Regions from separate parts of the Macaca mulatta genome. Here regions 2 and 3 are each linked to region 1. The links are chromatin contacts, called in public Hi-C and Micro-C maps. All regions are on one chromosome and are shown on one strand. Each heading gives the region's core, a stretch centred on a gene start, on an enhancer-like site or on the middle of the called end of the contact. The rest is flanking DNA. Distances are from core to core; before and after follow the strand shown. Region 1 holds the start of PHF19 (PHD finger protein 19). Region 2 holds the start of TRAF1 (TNF receptor associated factor 1). Region 3 holds the start of PSMD5 (proteasome 26S subunit, non-ATPase 5).

Region 1 (3,293 bases), core at 558-3,057:
CGCCCCGTCCCCACCCCCGAGCGCCCCGCTCCATAGGAGTCTCACCCCCCGGAGGCGTTCGGGCCGCCAAAGTTCAGGGAGATTTCGAAAAGAGAGGGATGAGGGCCGGGAGAGGAGAGTGTGGCGGGGAGTCCGCCCAACAGCGCAGAACTCACCGCGAGGCTGCGTGTCCGCCGGTCCCACTTGGAGTCTGGCCACCAGGCGCATCGGTGGCGGAGGCGGCTGCGCTCGGCCCGCGGCTGCCCGGCCGAGTGTCCGCCAGTGGGGCCGGGGTCGGGGTCTCGGCGGGGGCGGGGCGGGGCGGGGGCGCCGCGGGGAGGAGGGGGAGGCGGCGGAGGGAGGGGCCGGGGCGCTCAGGAAGGGGCCCCCCGGGCGCGGGGCGCCATCTTTTTCGCGTTTTCCCGCGAATTATTGACGTCCCGCTTATGTAATTAGCGGGGGCCGCGCCGGCCTCGCCATTGGAGCCCGCGGCCGCCGGGCCCCGCAGCGCCGCCTGCCCCCGCCCACCCCGCGGGCGCGCATCCTCCGCGGCCACTATCCCGGACCTGGGCCCCCAGCCGAGAAGCGGCCACACCGCGGCGCACACGGAGACGCCAGGCAGTGCGCATGGCGCACACTGCCGCTCGCACACTTGTTGAGGAAACACAGCTCGGCGCGCAGGCACCGGCGGACCCTGGCACAGACACACAGCAGGGCGGCGCGGACCCTTGGCGCAGACAGGCAGACACAGACCCAGGACGGCCAAACGGGGCACACAACAGCTTGCACTCACAGCACAGGCGTTCGGCACAGAGACACAGCCCAAGCGTAATGTAGATACACAACACACAGTGCACAGCGCACAGACACAGGTCAGAACACACCGCAGCATGTACAGGACACACACCACAAAGAGAAGTACTGTACACACCAGCCATAGGCATAGATACACAAGGAGGAACACACTGTACGCAACAGACACACAACGGAACATGCATATAAGGTAGACGGACATAACACATAAAGCCACAACGCAAGAACAACACAGGCGGGCAAGAGACGCAAGTTTTCCTGAAAAGGGGGCATTCAGATAGGTTGTGGAAATAGGTTGGTGGGTGTGCCAGGGAATTTAGTGGGCTAACAATGCAATTTTTAAAATATGGGTTAAGAATATCAAAAGGCAATTCACAAAAGAGGAAACCTACATGGCCGAAAAATAGCCCCAAACAACAAACTGCATAGACAGTGCACAGAAATACATGGTACAATCGCAAATATATGCCACACGCATAACACGTCATGTAAATAAAGGGCACACAATGAAAGATAACATGCACAAAGTCATAGGAATGGCAGATGGAGGCAGTGGGCAGAGCTCCAATCACAGGGTCCCTGCCCTGGGGAGAAAAGGAAGACATGGTCTCACCCAGACTCACTCTTGGGGGAAGGGGGTAAAAACGCTTACCAATAACCCCACCCCCATCCTTGTCCTCAGTCCACCGCGCCCACTTCTGTGGCTACCATCCCACTCTGCAGACACCCCCACCAGACAGGGATGTGTCCTTTCATGGGTGTGGCCTGTGGCCAGCACCTTCCCCCAGAGCCTTCCCTATTCACTGTCAGTTGCTCAGTCTGGGCCCTCTGCCTCCTGGCCTTGGAGCATGATCTGTGCTGCCCCCCACCTCACCTTCTCAGCAGAGATCCAGGAATCCTCTCACCTCCTTCCTCATTTCCTTCCGCTCCTTGATCCTCCTGCTCTCACCTGCCTCACTGCCCCGTTCTGGATCCTGGGCCTCAGCAGAACCTAGCACTGCTGAGCACCTGCCTGAACCTGGAAGGAAAGCTTGGGAGCAGCCTCATGGCACAAAATCTCCCAATCCCGGAGAGCACATTTTCAAGTCCCAAAGGAGCCCTAGGATTGTGCTACTTAACCATGTTCTGCTCAGAGAACGTGTGTCCAACGCGGGTAGGGTTGATGATGGGAGCAGAACACTCCCACTAGCTTCTAAGCTGGCTGGGTCTGCCTTCAGGATGCTGGGGGACAGAGATGACAGAAGGAAGTGCTCACCTCTGAGGTTATAGGCCAGCTGCACCCACTACTGGCCATGGGAGCCTAAGTGTGTCACTTCAACTCTTTTTTTTTTTTTTAAACAATTCTTGCTCCTGAGACTTTAACTCTTAAGCCTCCGTGTCCTCACCTAAATAGAGTTCTTGGGAAGGTTAGAGTTAATATATGCAAAGCCCCTGGTGGCTGGTGGGTGTGCAGTAAGTGATCATTGTATTAATACTCTCTTAAGAAATTCTGTATTCAGAATCTTGATGGCCCCACTGTGTGGGACTAGAGCACGGGGATGGGAGACACACAGGTGGATGGGAGACAAGGGACTGGCAATCTCGTGGAGGAGGTGGTGTTGATGCATAAATAAATAAGGGGATTGTGCTGTGAGCTGCACATGGAATTGAATTGTCCTGGCTTCAAGTCCAGCTCTGCCTCTGAGCCAGGACGGGGTCTTGGGTTAGCTAGACCCTCCTACACCATGTTTCTTTGTTTAAAAGAGGGTAATAATACTATCCATCTCGTGGGGCTGTCGCATAAATGCTCAAATAAGACAATGAAGGAGCAGGTGCTTTTGTAAACTAAAAAGTTTGATACCAAAATAAGAAGTTAAAACACTACTGAACAGGAAATTATAAATGCCACGAGAAAGGTACAGTGTCACCAGTGATTGTTTAGAGGCAACTCTAACTTTGAATTGAGGAAAGAGAATAAGTTTCCCAGAAAAAGTAGCATTCAGTTAGGTTGTGGAAACAGGGAGGTGGGTGTGCCAGGTGGAGGGAGTTTAATGGGCTCATCAACGATCCAATTTTGAAAATACGGCTTAAGGATATCAACAGGCAACTCACAAAAGAGGAAACCTAAATGGCTAAAATAACCTAAAATGTGAAAAGATGTTCAACCCCATTGGCCACATGAGAGATGCAAATGAAGAGAACTGTGATACACCATTACACATCCACCAGATGGGCACGGTAGTCGAGTCTGTCAATACAGGGGAGTGGGGGGTGAGGATGTCGCACGGTGGGAACCCTCAAATGCCTATGGAGATATGAACTGGCAAAACGATTTTGGAGAACAGTTTGGCAACATGTAAGAAAGTGGAAGATACTCACAGCTACAATTCAATGACTCCACTCCAGTCATTCAGCACATAATTGTGAAAATTTAGAAATTAATGAATTATCCATGAACAGCAGTCCAGATAGGCCGGGCAAGGTAGCTCATGCCTGTAATCCCAGCACTTTGGGAGGCCAAG
Region 2 (3,293 bases), core at 250-2,749, 49 kb after region 1:
GACCTAACCTATTAGGCCTCAATGTCCTCATTTGTAAAATAGGATCATAATAGTATCCACCCCTGTAAGCTGTGCTGAGGACCTGAGGGCAGAGCATTTGGCACACAGTAGGCACATAATTGCTTAAAGAGGAATGTTGATGATAGTACTGATGTCATGCCTTTCTGGGTTAATACTTTAAATATCATTAAATACATAAATATATATCGATCTCTTTGTCCCCTCCAAAAGGGTTCCCAGCAAACAGTCTGAGGTGATGAGCAATGCTGTGGAAGGAGAGATATTCGTCTAACAGTTTGTCATTCACCAAGGGGTTTATATTTGTTACTATAAGAACTTTTGTGATTATTATGCATTGGGCTTCATTAATAATTCTGCTATGCAGAAAACAGCTTTACAGACAAGCAAGCTGCAGCTTAGGGACATTAGCAGTGCCCCAGGCGACACAGTGAAACAGTGGCCTCACAGCCTCGAGGCTCTCCTCGGTGTGATCGCTTTCCCCTGTGGGAGCTGACGCCTTTCTGTGGCTTCCTCTCCTTCCACCATAGCCAGAGGGGCAGTGTCAGGGAGTGTGAGAAAAGGGTGTGGACACTGAGGCCCAGACAGGAAAAGTCACCTGCTCAAAGTCACAGGCTCCTCTGCCCCTCACCTCCCATCAGGGGTCCCCCCTGGCACCCACTTTCTGCCCACCCTCCGCTCCTCCATCACCTCACCTCAGGTTCTCAGAGAGACAGCCTGTGCAGCAGAGAGCCCTAGGCTCCTTTGGGTCCCGGCAGACGGTGGGAGGGCACCCAAAGGGAAACTCATTCTCATCAGGGGCCGGGCGTGGGCTGCTGCCTGAGCTGGATGCCATCTCAGGGTCCCAGGCTGGCCAGAGGGCCTGTCTAAGTTGCTTCAGGACAGGGGACCAGCCCTGTGGAGTCCTGGCCTGGGCCTCACTCTCTGGTGAGTAGGAGCTCTGATGACTTTATCTTCTTCTCTCTGGCTTGTGTGGTTCAACGTCACAGCTGAGTCACAGCAGGGATGGAGCAGGAATTACCCTTTGTGGTGATAAAAATCCCCTGGATGGTGACTGAAGGCTTTAGGAGTGTCCAGTCATTTTTTTTTTTTTTTTTTTGAGAGTGAGAAAAAGCAAGAGAGCAAGTCAGAGAAAATGACCCGTGTCACAGACTCTCAGAAAGCACAGTGAGAGTTCCCCTGGCTGAGAATCGCAGGCTGCCGCTGGCTTCCCCCACCTCCCTGGGCACATCGGAGGAGAAGGCCATAGCTGGCCCCTGGTCTGTGTTCCCTGGCACCTCTGAGCAGCCTGGAATTCTCAGTGGGGGTGCTCACCTTCCTGGTGGAAATCCCCAGGGTGTTGAAGGCAAGTCCAAAATTTCAAGTTCTAGGCACTTTTGCTCTGCTCTGTGTGGAGTGTCTGGATGATCTCAAAGAGAAGTCACTTCCTCACAGTGGGTTCCGATGACCCCATCTGTAAAAAAGAAGTCGCAACAGGTGGCTTCTAGGCTGTAAGATTCTGGGACCCTATCTTGCCTGGGACTGAGGCAACCAGAAGGAGCAGGAAAGCCCTGATGAAATCCAAGGCCTTAGGACCACAGACTCCTCAGGGCCCTCCCTGCACCACCCCACTCAGGAAGTCATAGGTGGCTACATGCTCCGGTCAGGTGCCACCACTTTGCTGCCTCAAGGAGAACAAAGCATTAAACAACTACAAGATCACGGCAGCTGGTCTCAGCAGCCAAGTGGGACATAGATCCACGTTTGCAGGAGAAGTACACCTTGGAAACGATGGCTCCTGGCATGTGTACTGTGTGCTGGGCAACAGTTTCCCTCCAAATCCTTACAGCAACCTGCAAGGAATTCTTCTGCAGCTGTACATAGGGTCAGAGAAGCAAGATGCCTGGTCCAAAGGCACACAGCCTCTGGTGGTGGAGCAGGATTCACTCCAGGGCTGTGGGGCCCCAAGCTCTGTGCGTGTGATCTCTGATGGAGATCAGAGTACCCAGCTCTTGTCTCATCTATTAAATGGAGAAGACGATCCCTACATATCTTTCCATCGAGTTCAGCTGCTACAGAGGTTTTGCAAACTTTCACATTGGTTTCAGATCATGGGTTTTGAGGTCAGACAGAGCTGAGTTGAAATCCTGGGTCCACTGCTTACTAACTGCGGGCCCTGGGACAAAGTCCTTAACTTCTCTGAAACTCAGATTCTGCATCTGTAAAATGGGACAATAATACCTATTTCACCCAACTGTTGTGATGACTAAATGAGATCGTGGATCAAAGTGTGGTGTGTAGCCCAAGTGAAGTACTTGAAAGACTTTGACATTTGGCTCAGATGGTGACTACAGGCCTTCCAGCTCCTCAGAGAAAAGGATGAAAGTGGGACATTATGCTTACACTGTGTTTTCACATCTATCTACTGGAGCCTCACAGGTGGGCAGTGCAGGTCATCGGACCTGAGATACATTAAACTGCCCACCTGCCCTGGTGTAACACCGGGGCTGCCACAGGCTGGTGGCAAAGAGGGCACGGCATCTTACAGCCACAGTGTACATCAGGACCTTCACCCCTATAGCAAACGACCTCCAGGCCTGCATCAAGACCATGAGAAGACACTCCCTTTAACTGTGTACCCCATAGCTGCAAACTTTCCTACAGCCCTACCTGTTCCCTCCTTTCCCTGGGGTTTGAGATAAAACAAACACCCAAGACTTCTCTCCCCATCTGTGGGTCCCTTCTCTCCCCTCTGGCTTCAATACCACCCTCTCTACCTGTTCATTCCCACGGACATCAAAATGTGCCCAAGCTGCTCTAATAAGAAAAGGGAAAAATAACTAGTACTACTTTTGGGTGCTGTGTTATGTAATTTTACAGACATCATCTCATCTAATTGTCACTCTATGAAGCAGGTATGGCCATCATCATCCCCACCTTAGAGATGAGAAAACCGAGGCACAGAGAGGCTAAGTGACTTGCTGAAGGTCTCACAGCTAGTGAGTGGGGACTCCTGAACCCAGAGCCAGTTCTCTAACCACGCATGCCTTTACAACACTCTATTCTCGTCTCCAATTTCTACATCTACCCTCTCCTCACTTAAGAACCCCTCTCCTAGGGGTTCTTAATGGTAGAACCCCTAGAAAAGATTGTCTATACAGGCACTTGGATCTCCAGGGAATCATCTCTCCAAGTGTATATGAATGTCGAGGACGCCAAATGCTCTGGGCCCGTCCCAGTCTCTATCCAACCAGCCCTTCTGCCAGCACCTGACCGGCTCTCAGCCCTTCCTTCCG
Region 3 (3,293 bases), core at 329-2,828, 40 kb before region 1:
AAATCAAACACTATGGATGTGAAAAAAATAAAAAGTAAAAGTTGTCCTACTTTTTTCAGACCCACTTCCCTAATAATAGTTTCTGGTGTGCCTTCGCAGATCTTTGCAATGTTATACAAGTTATACAAGCCTGTGGGGGTTGGGAGGATTGTAATCCTTTTTAAAAATTACAGGTTAAAATTATAGATTCATAAACTCTGCAATTTTCTTTTTCATTCAACAACACAGAAATCGTTCCATGTCCACATACATATATACATCTACTTCAACGTCTTAAATAACTGCATAGTGTTACAGAGTAGTAGCGCATAATTTGGAATCCCCTGTTAACGGATATTTAGATTGTTTCTAGTCTTTTGGTGTCACACACGATATGTTACAAATATTCTTGCATATAATACTGTAGGGTCCTCCAGTCGCCCCCTTTCTTTCTGTGTGCTGATGGAAAATCAGAGTGCCTTGATTGCTCTCTGACCTAGCCAGCAGCAGGTTTCCCTAGCAGGCTTGACCATAAACCCGGGGCCTTGAACATTCCCAGGCCTGATAAAGGTACCTAGGTTGTTGCCCAAAACACTGGAAGAAACTGGCCTCAATCCCGAGCCAAATTCCTTTAAACTCTCAACTAAACTCCAAACCCAGGAACACCTCTTTTCTCCCGGTGTCCGTCTTGATAATTTCTGCAGCCCTCCGTAGGTTCCCCCTAAACCCTTTTGGACTGATCGCCTTGGCATTCAGTGCTTCTTTCTCTGGCATCCCAACCAGCCACATCTCGGGAAGGTTTGAAGCACTCCCTTGTGGGAACTCCCTTGCCGCTGTTTTTGGGGCGATTCCAGCCTCGGGTTCGAAAGAACAAAATAACTGCACATTTTGTGCGCGTATACTTGCATTAAATTTTTGTAACAAGAATAACTGGATGAAAAGGCATGTGAATTTAAAATGGTGATGGTTCTTGCCACATTGCCAGGACAGGATCCTTTTAGAAGAGGTAACAAATCAAGAACCTGTACAAAGAGATGTGGAATGCTCCTTGTAAGTGGACAGCTTTGCTTTTCTCCTTTAATTTCTATCTGAAGGAGAAGGCAGTGCCTCACTGCTCAGAGGCAGCGAGGCCAGGCGACGGGAGAAAACACCCTGGGGCACTCCCAGAGGCTGAACCTGAATCCCGTCTCCTGCCCTCTGAACCTGGGATCCTTCCCTCTTTGCAAATTTCGGCTACTTTCCACCTTCCCTGTGACTGGGAAAAGCGCTGTTCTTGCCCTCAACCACTCTCGTGTCCATATTTAGGGGTGCCCCTCTCCTCGGCTCAAGGTCCCGGGGTCCTCTCACCTATGGTTCTCATCAAGCAGGGAGAAGAGCGGGCCGAGGCGCAGCTCCGCCGCTTGCTCGCGAAGCTCGTTGAGCGGCACTGCCTGCAGCACTGAGTGAAGAGCGCGTAGCTCCTCCAGCGGCGCTTCCAGCCTCGCTACCTCCCTCAGCAACGCCAAGGCCTGGGCCGCCATCTTGCCCCTCCCCACGCAGGGGTTGGCCAGCGGCCCGGTTCCCGGGGCGCTTCCCTGAACGTCGCGAGATCTGCTGATCACAGCCTCCTTGTCCCTGAGATTGCTATGGGGCTGCCAAGCCTCGCGAGAAGTGTCCGTTAGTGCCGTGTCAACTGTAGCCAGTGGCTGCGGCTCCCTCTGTCTGGCGTCATCTAGGGCGCTGCTCAGGAGATTGCGGAGGCCAGTTAGCCAGTTGGCTTACGTGTTTATCGCGTAGGGCAAGACTTGCCAAATTCCCAGCCAGCGGAGCGGCGAGGATGGGGACTTACGGGAAGTTAAAGAGCTTCGTGGGCGGCCTCGCGGCTCCAAAACCAGGCTCTAGGCGGCGGCGACCGCAGCCGTTAGGGAGGCCACCGCGGCTACGACCGCAGGTGAGGCCGCCCCAGGCGGAGCGGAGGCCTGGAGGGGAATCTTGATCCTGGGCCAGACACCTGTCAAGAGGAGGCGGAGCGTCGTGCCTCCAGGAAGACTGGATGAGTATTCTCCAGGAGCCGGACAAAGGCGTGAGTAATAGGGACGTGCGCCGCCTTGTTGGTGTTGATCAGTCCACCAAGGAGAAGCAGCTGTGGGCGCGGTGGCCGTGCCTGTAATCTCAGCGCTTTGGGAGGCCGCGGCGGAAGGATCGCTTGAGCCCAGGAGTTCGAAACCAGCCTGGGCAACATAGTGAGAACCCAGTCTTTACCAAAAAGAAAAAAAAGAAGAAGAAGAAAAAAATTAGTGCGGTGTGGTAGCACGCACCTGTAGTCTCAGCTACTCGGGAGGCTGAAGCGGGAGGCTCACCTAAGCCTGGGAGGTCGAGGCTGCAGTGAGCTGTGATTATGCCACTGCACTCCAGCCTGGGTGACAGCAAGACCCTGCTTCCCCAACACCTTGGCGCCCTCCCCCCACCCCAAAACCAAAAAAAACCAGTGTGGAAAGTTGGTCGCCCATCTGCTCCAAGCTGCTGTGTATTCCCGGTAATGTAAACATCGTGAAGGTGGAGATCCAGTTAACCTTTTAGGTGGAGGGCCAGATGGTAGAGGGCGACATCTGACCGGGAAGGCCATCTGCAACCAGGCCTAATATATCCACAGGGAACCTGTAGGAAACATCTGGGGAGGACAACCCAAATAAGTATCATGGGAGCAAGGGGTGGTTTGAGAACTTTAAAAATCGCTGCTGTTTTGCAATGTACCAGGTTGATGGGGAGGAAGGACCCTTAAATGCTGAGTGGGCACCGAGTATTCCAAGCAACTGGAGAGAGGCTATGTGCCTCAACAGGTCTTCAACACCAAGGAGACGACCCATCTTTTCTGTGCGTGCCTTCCTACTTTTGGGGCAAAAGACAAAACTCTGGAAAGCTTAGAGGAGGCTAAGGACAGGATTTCCCTCATTTTTTTTGTGGCAGTGCCTCAGGTGACAAAATGATAAAACCACTGCTGCTTTACAAAGACTCTAATCCCCCACTTGTCTTTCAGAAAGAGATAAACGCCTTCCTGTTTTCTTGTGAACACACCCAGAATCACCATTGCCACTTTATGGATTGGTTTTGTTATTTTTTTATCCATCAAGTCCGAAGTCATTTAACAGAAAAAAAAATCCGGAAATCAGAATGTTGCTAATTGTGGACGGAGGTCCCAATCACCCAGATTCATTATTCTTTGTTCATTCTAATGTTGATTGTGTTTCTCCCTCAGGAAGGCCCTAGCTTTCTTCAGCCCTTGGGTTAGGGTATAATCGAAGCATTTGGGAGGTATTACACCAAACATATGTTTG

The links. A called contact is a pair of places that touch in the nucleus more often than the background predicts.
Region 2: a Micro-C map of CD4 T cells shows a contact between it and region 1, with 10 times the contacts expected there. The contact joins the promoter of TRAF1 here to the promoter of PHF19 in region 1. A contact is called at or near these places in 6 of 14 Hi-C or Micro-C datasets (CD4 T cells, blood, cortical neurons and 3 more).
Region 3: a Hi-C map of blood shows a contact between it and region 1, with 1.8 times the contacts expected there. The contact joins the promoter of PSMD5 here to the promoter of PHF19 in region 1. A contact is called at or near these places in 2 of 14 Hi-C or Micro-C datasets (blood and fetal cortex germinal zone).

The regions. Positions count from the first base shown.
Region 1 is chr15:37,317,621-37,320,913 of T2T-MMU8v2.0, reverse strand. It overlaps PHF19 (PHD finger protein 19), which reads right to left and starts at 1,807. Exons shown (of 15, transcript XM_077968195.1): 1 at 1,667-1,807.
Region 2 is chr15:37,267,893-37,271,185 of T2T-MMU8v2.0, reverse strand. TRAF1 (TNF receptor associated factor 1) reads right to left here and starts at 1,499. Exons shown (of 8, transcript NM_001265893.1): 1 at 1,333-1,499; 2 at 714-1,079. The coding sequence starts at 853.
Region 3 is chr15:37,357,242-37,360,534 of T2T-MMU8v2.0, reverse strand. PSMD5 (proteasome 26S subunit, non-ATPase 5) reads right to left here and starts at 1,578. Exons shown (of 11, transcript XM_077968213.1): 1 at 1,327-1,578. The coding sequence starts at 1,499. LOC106993618 (a long non-coding RNA gene) reads left to right here and starts at 1,686. Exons shown (of 4, transcript XR_013405630.1): 1 at 1,686-3,293.